Linked DNA regions of Macaca mulatta: region 1 is linked to region 2. The links are chromatin contacts, called in public Hi-C maps. All regions are on one chromosome and are shown on one strand. The core of a region is the stretch at or near the end of the contact, and the rest is flanking DNA. Distances in the headings are between cores, read along the strand shown.

What was found. Hi-C and Micro-C count contacts between places; a contact is called where the count stands out from the background.
Region 1: a contact with region 2 is called in a Hi-C map of fetal cortex germinal zone, with 2.7 times the contacts expected there. The contact joins the promoter of EID2B here to the promoter of TIMM50 in region 2. A contact is called at or near these places in 2 of 14 Hi-C or Micro-C datasets (fetal cortex germinal zone and fetal cortical plate).

The regions. Positions count from the first base shown.
Region 1 is chr19:50,633,545-50,638,335 of T2T-MMU8v2.0, forward strand. EID2B (EP300 interacting inhibitor of differentiation 2B) reads right to left here and starts at 1,654. Exons shown (of 1, transcript NM_001194180.2): 1 at 847-1,654. The coding sequence starts at 1,620. The coding sequence ends at 1,135. The region is part of intron 1 of GMFG (glia maturation factor gamma); the gene reads right to left. It also overlaps the pseudogene LOC722017.
Region 2 is chr19:50,584,248-50,588,804 of T2T-MMU8v2.0, forward strand. TIMM50 (translocase of inner mitochondrial membrane 50) reads left to right here and starts at 1,590. Exons shown (of 13, transcript XM_015123912.3): 1 at 1,590-1,691; 2 at 1,693-1,728; 3 at 1,731-2,024; 4 at 2,954-3,104; 5 at 3,644-3,675; 6 at 3,894-3,915. The coding sequence starts at 1,605. All of the region lies in intron 1 of GMFG (glia maturation factor gamma), which reads right to left.

The sequences.
Region 1 (4,791 bases), core at 404-2,903, 49 kb after region 2:
AACCAGAGAGAGTTCTCACAGCATCTTTTGATACTTTTTTTCTTTTTTTTTGAGACGGAGTCCCACTCTGTTGACCAGGCTGGAGTGCAGTGGCGTGAACTCAGCTCACTGCAACCTCTGCCTCCCAGGTTCAAGTGATTCTCCTGTCTCAGCCTCCCAAGTAGCTGGGACTACAGGCGCGTGCCACCACACCCGGCTAATTTTTTATTTTTAGTAGAGATGGGTTTCACCATATGGGCCAGACTGGTCTTGAATTCCTGACCTCAGGTGATTCACCAGCCTTGGCCTCCCAAAGTGCTGGGATTACAGGCGTGAGCCACTGCGCCCGGCCGATACTTTTTTTGTTGTTGTTGAGTCTTGTGAATAGAATACATATTCTAGAATAAAAAGCTTAAAATTAAAAAAAAAGTTTATTCCACACCTACCCAATTTCACATAGACTTGAAAACATGGATCATATAATAAATACGTGGGTTTTTCTACTGAATATTTACCATTCATCTAAAGTACCTCAGAAAACACAAATATGAATCTTACACTAGGATTTGTTGACATGACCACAAATTGTGAAATTTCAAAGTCCTCTCAATAGCCTTCCAGTCCTAGTAACTCAGGTACACCTGGATTCCTGACAACTCTATTTCTTTGTCTCCTTTCATCACTTTGGTTCATTTCTATGGGTTCTATTATTGGCATTTTTTTTCTCAGATCTTTGCAAAACCATCCTTTATGGTGAAAGTCTTGAAGGATTCTCCACAAATGCAGGAAAATGCATTGCTAAAAAAGTGCTAAGTCAGAAGTATCTTGGGACCTGTTTGAACACAAGATTCGGCCGGGCGCGGTGGCTCAAGCCTGTAAAGTAATCCCAGCACTTTGCAAGGCCGAAGCGGGAGGATCGCTCAGGTCCAAGCGTTCGGGACCAGCCTAGGGATGCGAGACTCCCAGATTCAACAGTCTTGTCTGTTTCCATTTCGCAGTGTGCTTCCTCCTTCAATTGCACATTGCCGTATTCCCTTCCAGTTTGCATTCCCCCTAACGACAGAGTTAACTAAACTGGCACAGCCTGCCTGTTCTTTTGATCCGAAAAGGGTCACTTGGCTATTCTTTGCCACCAGTCCCATCATCACAGCCGACTCAGTCGGCCAGAGGACTGAGGGCCTCGGAGGCAGTCAGCGCTACAGTAAACGCGACAGCAGCGAAGTCCATCTGCGGTGGATCCGCGTCAAAGGCTGCTTCCCTCGCCCTGCAGCCTTCCACGAACAGCCTGCGGCGTTCCTCGAAATCCCGTAGTAATCTGACCGGAATCATGGAGCTACCATCCAGATACTCGCGGAACAAGAGCTGCCGGTTAATTTCTAAGAAAGCGAGCTGCTGACGGGGGTCTGGCGCGGACGCCAGGCCCGGGACGCTGCTGGGGATGGGCTCGGGCACAGGGCTCGGCACCCGCGCCATGGACCGCGTAGCTTCGGCCACTAGGCCTTCACGGGACTCCTGCACCCGAACCCCGCCGCCGACTGCCCCCTGCAGTATGTCGCTGACGCCACTCGCTGTGCCCACCTGTGGGACACTGCTGTCTCCGGGGAGCTCAGACATCTCCAACAGTCCAGTCGACTCCGCCATAGTCCGAGTGTTTCTACGGAGACGGAAATAACGGTATTGCGCTGCTGTATGCAGGATATGCGCATGCGCGAGTCTCGGTGTGTGCGTAAACGCTGCGCGTGCGACAGTGTGCGCATGCGTAAGCACGGTGCACGCTCCTCGAGCGTTCCCTAGCGGTCCTGAGTAGCCATTACGTCTGTAGCCGCCTCTGGTCCTCTGAGCGCCTGAGGACCTGCGGACTGTGCGGTGTTTTAAATTACAACCACTTCAATATTAATGTAAAGTTCCTTATAAGGTCATTTTCCAGCTCCTGTCTTTTTTTTTTTTTTTTCCAGACTGGGTCTCGCCCTGTCACCTAGGCTGGAGTGCAGTGATGCGATCTCGGTTACTGCTGCTTTGACCTCCCAGCTTCAAGCCATCCTCCTGCTTCAGCCTCTGGAGTAGCTGGCACCACCACACCCAGCTAATTTTTTATTTTTTGTAGAAATTGGAGCTCACTTTGTTGCCCAGGCTGGTCTCGAACTTCTGGTCTCAAGTGATCATCCTGCCTTGGCCTCCCAAAGTGCTGGGATTACAGGCCTAAGCCACGTGGCCTGGCCTGTAAGTAATATTTTGACACTGCAAGTTTGGGGGTTTCCCAAAACCACCTTTAGGCCTGATAATTCCCAGAGCTCATTGAAATGTTATACTCAGTCATGCGTATTACAGGCAAAGGACACAGATTAGAAGAGATGTATAAGGCACAATCTGGGATGGGGAGGGTTTCAACTGTGAAGTTCCTGTGTTCCTAGGGATGTGTTACCCTTTGTCGTCCATGTGTGGCAATAAGTGCGGGGGTAGTGCTGACATAGGACTCTTACCCAGGCTTTGGTGTCGAGAATTTTTATTGGGGTTTTACTACATAGGCATGCTTGATTAAACCATTGCCCATTTTGTTGAAGTCAATCTCCAGCCTCCTACCTGATATCACATGGCTCCAAGCCCCAACTCTCTAATGATGTGGTTAGTCTTTCTGTGTGGCTAGCTCTGATCCTGATGATAACCCAAAATGTGAAAGTCTGTGTTCCATTTAAAATCAGTCAGCTGTGGCTGGGTGTAGTGGCTCATGCCTGTAATCCCAGCACGTTGGGAGGCAAAGGTGGGAGGATCACTTGAGCCCATGAGTTTGAGACCAGCCTGGGCAACATAGTGAGACCCCTGTCCCTACAAAAACATATCAGGCAGGCATGGTGGCATGTGCACCTGTAGTCACAGCTGTTCAGGAGGCTGAGGTGGGAAGATGACTTGAGCTTGGGAGGTCGACTGTGCAGTGAGCTATGATTGCATCACTGCACTCCAGCCCTGTGTGACACAGCGAGACCCTGACTCGAAAAAAAAAAAATTCTTTGAATTTAACTGGAATCCAAATATGAGAGTTGCTGGCAATTGAACTTCAGGAGGATCCATCTAACAATTCTGACCTATCACAGGTCGTGTCTGGGAGCTGATTGGGTTGGAAATCATTCTGACTCATGCGTACCTTGCTTTGTTTCTACAATTCTCTTGGAGAGATGGAGTGAGTTCTCCCACATGTGACATATATGCTTCAAAAGGCACATTTGTGATATTCCACAGAAGACAAAAGAAAGGACTTCTTTGGAAGGTAACTTTAAATTAGGCAGATAGCTTGATCACTGGAGGGAACTGGTAATTATGAGCTAGCCGTAAAGTCTCCAGAATTCAGCATAGCTTCCAATTTGAATGGCTATAATAATACACTGCTCATTACCTGCAAGTCAAAGAGGCCAGAGAAACTCTCTGGAAAAATAGAAAAATCAAGTAAAAATTCTTAAAGTAAGTTTTAATGCTGAATTTCCAACTACCTTATTTTATTTTTATTTTTTTGAGACAGAGTCTCACTCTGTCACCCAGGTTGGAGTGCAGTGGGCACGATCTAGGCTCACTGCAACCTCCACCTCCCGGGTCACTGCAGCTTACACTTCCTGGGCTCAAGCGATTCTCCTGCCTCAGCCTCCTGAGGAGCTGGGATTACAGGTGCCCACCACCGCGCCCAGCTAATTTTTGTATTTTTAGTAGAGACAGGATTTCGCCATGTTGGCCAGGATGGTCTCAAAACTCCTGGCCTCAAGTGATTTGCCCTGCCTCGGCCTCCCAAAGTGCTGGAGGCCAGGCGCGGTGGTCATGCCTGTGATCTCAGCACTTTGGGAGGCAGAGGAGGGTGGATCACGAGGTCAGGAGATTGAGACCATCCTGGCCAACATGATGAAACCTCATCTCTACTAAAAATACAAAATTAGCTGAGTGTGGTGGTGCACGCCTGTAGTTTCAGCTACTTGGGAGGCTGAGGCACAAAAATTGCTTGAACCCAGGAGGCGGAGATTGCAGTGAGCTGAGATCGTGCCACTGCAGTCCAGCCTGGCGACAGAGTGAGACTTCATCTCAAAACAAAACAAAACAAAACCAAAACCCAAAATAAAGTGCTGGGATTACAGGCGTGAACCACCACGCCTGGCCGCCAAAACACAATTTTTGATAATTAGTCCCAAATAAATTCTGACCGGGCCGGGCGCGGTGGCTCAAGCCTGTAATCCCAGCACTTTGGGAGGCCGAGGCGGGCGAATCACAAGGTCAGGAGATCGAGACCACAGTGAAACCCCGTCTCTACTAAAAAAAATACAAAAAATTAGCCGGGCGCGGTGGCGGGCGCCTGTAGTCCCAGCTACTCAGGAGGCTGAGGCAGGAGAATGGCGGGAACCCAGGAGGCGGAGCTTGCAGTGAGCCGAGATCGCGCCACTGCACTCCAGCCTGGGTAACAGCGTGAGACTCCGTCTCAAAAAAAAAAAAAAAAAAAAAAAAAAAAAAAAAGAAAAAAAAAAAAAATTCTGACCACAGCTTCTCCATCTCAACTGAAGGCAACTCAATCCTTCTAGTTGTTCCAAATGAAAAAATCTTGGAGTCATTTGTTCTCTCTTTGTGTGTGTGTGTGTGTGTGTGTGCGCGGATTCTCACCCTGTCACCCAGGCTGGAGTGCAATGGCACCATCTCGGCTCACTGCAATGTCTGCCTCCTGGGTTCAAGTGATTCCTGCCTCAGCCTCCCAAGTGGCTTGGACTACTGGCACACACCACCACGCCTGGCTAATTTTTTGTATCTTTAGTAGAGATGGAGTTTCGCCGTGTTGGCCAGGCTGGT
Region 2 (4,557 bases), core at 340-2,839:
GATCATTTGAGGTCTGGAGTTAAAGACCAGCCTGACCCAACATGGTGAAACCCTGTCTCTACTAAAAATACAAAAAAAAGTTAGCCAGGCATGGTGGTGGGCGCCTGTATTCTCAGCTACTTGGAAGGCTGAGGCATGAGAATCACTTGAACCTGGCAGGTGGAGGTTGCAGTGAGCCGAGATTGCGCCAACGGCACTCCAGCCTGTGTGACAGAGCAAAACTCTGTCTCAAAAACAAAAAACATTTCAGATGTTCAAGGTTATATACCAAGAACACCCATGTCCCCACCACCCAGCGGAGGAAACAGGAAACAATATGTACTAGATAGGACCCACTTCAGCAGCACCCCAATCCATTCCCCCAGAAGTAACCAGGAGTGCCGAGTTCGTTGTGTCTTTCCCTTGCTTGAATTCGTATTTTTACTACCTTGGTATTTGGTTTTAAAGTTTACATAAACAGGATCTGATTTTTCTTCCACTCAATTTAGGGGAGGTTTGTAGTGTCTATCTATAGCCTCTAATTCGTTTGTCAGTCAAGCCCTCTACAGCCAGATACTGCTGTTCTTTGGCTGAGCCTCAGGTAAAATGGTTGGCTCTCCAGTCCTTTATAGAAAATCATGGTAGGAAGGGGCCGGGCGCGGTGGCTCACGCCTGTAATCCCAGCACTTTGGGAGGCCGAGGCGGGCGGATCACAAGGTCAGGAGATCGAGACCATCCTGGCTAACACAGTGAAACCCGGTCTCTACTAAAAATACAAAAAAAGTAGTAGGGCATAGTGGCGGGCACCTGTAGTCCCAGCTACTCGGGAGGCTGAAGCAGGAGAATGGCATGAACCCTGGAGGCGGAGCTTGCAGTGAGCCGAGATCGCGCCACTGCACTCCAGCCCTGGTGACAGAGCAAGACTCTGTCTCAAAAAAAAAAAAAAAAAAAGTAGGAAGGAATGGGAGAGAAAACAGATTCCTCCTCCCAGCTCCATGTGAGGAAGAGTTTTATTATTAATTTTTATTTTTTTGAGACGGAGTCTCCCTCTGTCTCCCAGGCTGGAGTGCAGTGGCACCATCTAGGCTCACTGCAACCTCCGCCTCCCGGGTTCAAGCGATTATCCTGCCTCAGCCTCCCCAGCAGGTGGGACTACAGGCGTGCACCATCATGCCTGACTAATTTTTTTTTTTTTTTTTTTTTTTTTAGTAGAGAGGGGGTTTTGCCTTATTGGCCAGGCTGGTCTCAAACTCCTGACCTCAGGTGATCTGCCTGCCTCAGCCTCCCAAAGTCCTGAGATTATAGGCGTGAGCCACCGCGCCTGGCCTATTATTATTAATTTTAAAAATAGAGATGGCAGTCTTGCTATGTTATCCAGGGTGGTCTCAAACTCCCGGCCTCAAGCGATCCTCCTGCCTCGGCCTCCCAAAGCGCAGGGATTACAGGTGTGAGCCACCGTGCCTGGCCAAAAGAGTTTTCGAGGACTGGCTTTTCAGGTCGCTTTCAGGGCCTCAATGTATATTTCTGACAATTGGGAGGTGAGGGCCGATGCCCTTACACAGTGAGACAAGCGACCTGACTCGTGACTATTTTTTTGGACAAATCAGGCAGCCACTGACTCCATTATGGCCTCAGCTTTACCTCTGGGCAATGAGTGTGATCCCTTCCCTCGCTGCGTCCTTTGCAGGGGCGGTGGCGCTCTGCAAGGCCCAAGCGGGGCGTGGTCCAGATGACTTTGGATCCCAGTTGGCGCCCCCCCAGAGGCAGCCAGGAGAATGGTTAGAGGCAAGCGCGCCTGCAGCAATCCGCCCGATGACTTTGGTCTCTCTCGGGCTTCCGTCCACCCGCCCCGCCTCCGCGCTTCCATTGGCTGTAGCTCCGGCCCGGGGCGGGTGAAAAGGGAGCGAGTGGGCGGGGCCGCGTGGCGTCAGCGCAAGATGGCGGCCTCGGCAGCGCTGTGCTCGCGCTTGCGGAGCGGGCTCCGGCTCGGCTCGCGGGGACTGTGCACGAGGTTGGCGACGCCGCCCCCCCGGGCCCCAGATCAGGTGAGCGGAACGAGGGTGGCACTCTGAATGTGGGGTCCCTTCCCTGGAGTTCCGGACATATCGCCGCCCCTTGGGGGTTCCGGGACGCCTCACCTCAGGGTGCTGAATGAAACGCCGCTTGCGTTTTGGGGCCCTTCCCAGCCTCCTGGGTGGACAACACTTGCTCCCCTAGGCTGGAGGCTGGGAACCCAGATGTGTCCTCTAGACCCCACCTCCCACCCACGTGGGTGCCGGAGGAGGAGAAGGTTACCGGTTCCCCATCTCAGTGACCACTCAGGTGATACTTGAGCAGGAGGGGCCTGGTATGCTGGAGTCCCAGTCTGGCCGTGGGAGTTATTTTCTCTGTGGCGTTGGTGGTGATGAGGTAGACGTTTGGGTTTCCAATTCGACCTGCCTCCATGTTGACAGAGACCCAGCCATTCTGACCTCCAACTCTATCACTTCTGTACCCGAGTTCCCCAAGCCCCAGACAAGTGATTGCCCCTCCCCGCCTCCGCTCCCATCCCTTACCCTGTAACTCTGCTACCTTTAGCCCCAAGCAGCCGGATGTCGTAACTCCCCGTCCTGTCTGTCCCCCTTCCCCCACCACTTGTGACCTCCGTTTCCTCTCATCCCAGTGTTTAGGCCCTCCCATCCCTTATTCTCCGTGCTCTGCTTTTCTGGACTGCAGACCCTCCAGTCCTGTTGCCTTCAGGATCCTGTGCACCTGGCCTGTTAGCTCTTAAAACTCCTGGCATCCTGGTGCGGGACAGTCTGCTTTTGACCCTCTGAGCGCCCCACTTCCTGACTGCGCCTCCAGGGACACAGATGTCCAGGGCTCTGTGGGTGTCTGCCTCTTGGCTCCCGAACTTGATTCTTCTTGTACTGGAAGGTTGGAACCATCCTGACCTCTCTTCTCTCTTAGCTGACCTCCCCTTTCTCAATCGCAGGCCGCAGAGATCGGGAGCCGCGGGGGCACTAAGGCACAAGGGCCACAGCAGCAGCCGGGTTCAGAGGGTCCCAGCTATGCCAAAAAAGTTGCGCTCTGGCTTGCTGGGCTGCTTGGAGCTGGTGGGACCGTGAGCGTCGTCTATATCTTTGGTGAGGGACATATCCCTGCCCTCCAGTTTTGTTCCTTGGCCTCCCTAGTCCACTGTGAAATCTCCCACTCTTACCCCCTACCAACGTGTCTCATCTTCATTCCCTGGCTCCTTCCTCAATAGGGCAGCCAAATAGGACACCTACCTTGAAAACCAGGGAAGTCTTCTTTCTTCTCCCTTCTGCTCCTTAAGGTTCTAGTCTTTCTAGTTGGTTCCTGTACCAGGATACAGGAAAGAGGGAAAGATGGGGAAGGATAGGCCTGAATCAGCTTCCTAAACTTTGTCTTTACTCAGCACCCAAAAATCCAGCCTTCCACTAGTTCCTTTATCCCACAGACCCAAGAGTCCCAGCCCCAGCCCCCTTTCTCTCAAAGACCCAGGAATCTTGGCTCCCAGCCCCCTCCTGGCTTGAATCCAGGAGGCTGTGCCTCTAACTCTCTTTCCTCAGATCCAGGAGTCCAGGCCCTTTATCCCACTCCTCCCTCAGGACCCAGGGGACTGGGCCCTAATTCCTCATATTCATCCTGGTCTCCCTTGCAGGAAACAACTCAGTGGACGAAAATGGTGCCAAGGTGAGGGGGAAAGAGACCGAGGCCTTGCCAGGAGTCCTAGGCTGTGGGTGAGAGGGGTCCTCTTTGGTCTGTTTAGGCACATTGCTTGTCTGGAGTGAGCCTGTCTTTCCCAGTGACCTTTGCCTATTCCTGTTGGGGTCCTGGAGATTCCTTTTCTGTATGTGATGGGGTTCTGCCTCTGACATCCTAAACCTTCCATTTTTCTCTCCACCTCCCAGATTCCTGATGAGTTTGACAATGGTGAGTAAACAAGCACAGATTCTGGAGTCCCTGACCCTCTCAACTCTGTCATTTGTAAGGATGTCTCTCTCCCCATCTGGTGTCTCCGGCCCCTCCTCCTTCCACTGGGGAGGTGGGGGAGCCAGCAGCTGGATGGCGTTGTGGGGAGGGACATTACAAAGCCCAAGCCCGCTTCCCTGGCCCCTCAGCCCCGAGCAGATGGTCAGAGACAGATGGGGGAGGGGAGCCTTGGGTGGGAGGGCTTGGGGACACAGCGTGGCCTATCTCCAGACACATGGGTTCCTGTGTCTTAGACCAAGCATCTGCAGCTCCCAACTCCTTCCCCATCCCCCTCAAGCCCCTACCCCATTAGGCTCATTTTCAAAACAATGCCTCCTTCCTCCCTCTCCATCTGGTTAACCAGCTTTTGGTGGTGAAGTTTATGACAAATTGGATAGTAGAGATTAGTTGTCAATCGTGTCATACCTGGCTCTTCCCAGGAGAAGAATGAAATTGGTGGGTCCAGAAAGCCACCTGTTTATGTTGGGGGACGTTTGCAAACAGTCATGTTAATACATTAATTGTTTCAAACTGGGCAGGTGGGTGAGTGCCATTTTAACCGGGCAGTTGTAGAATCATGCTGTCTTCCACAAATAATATGCT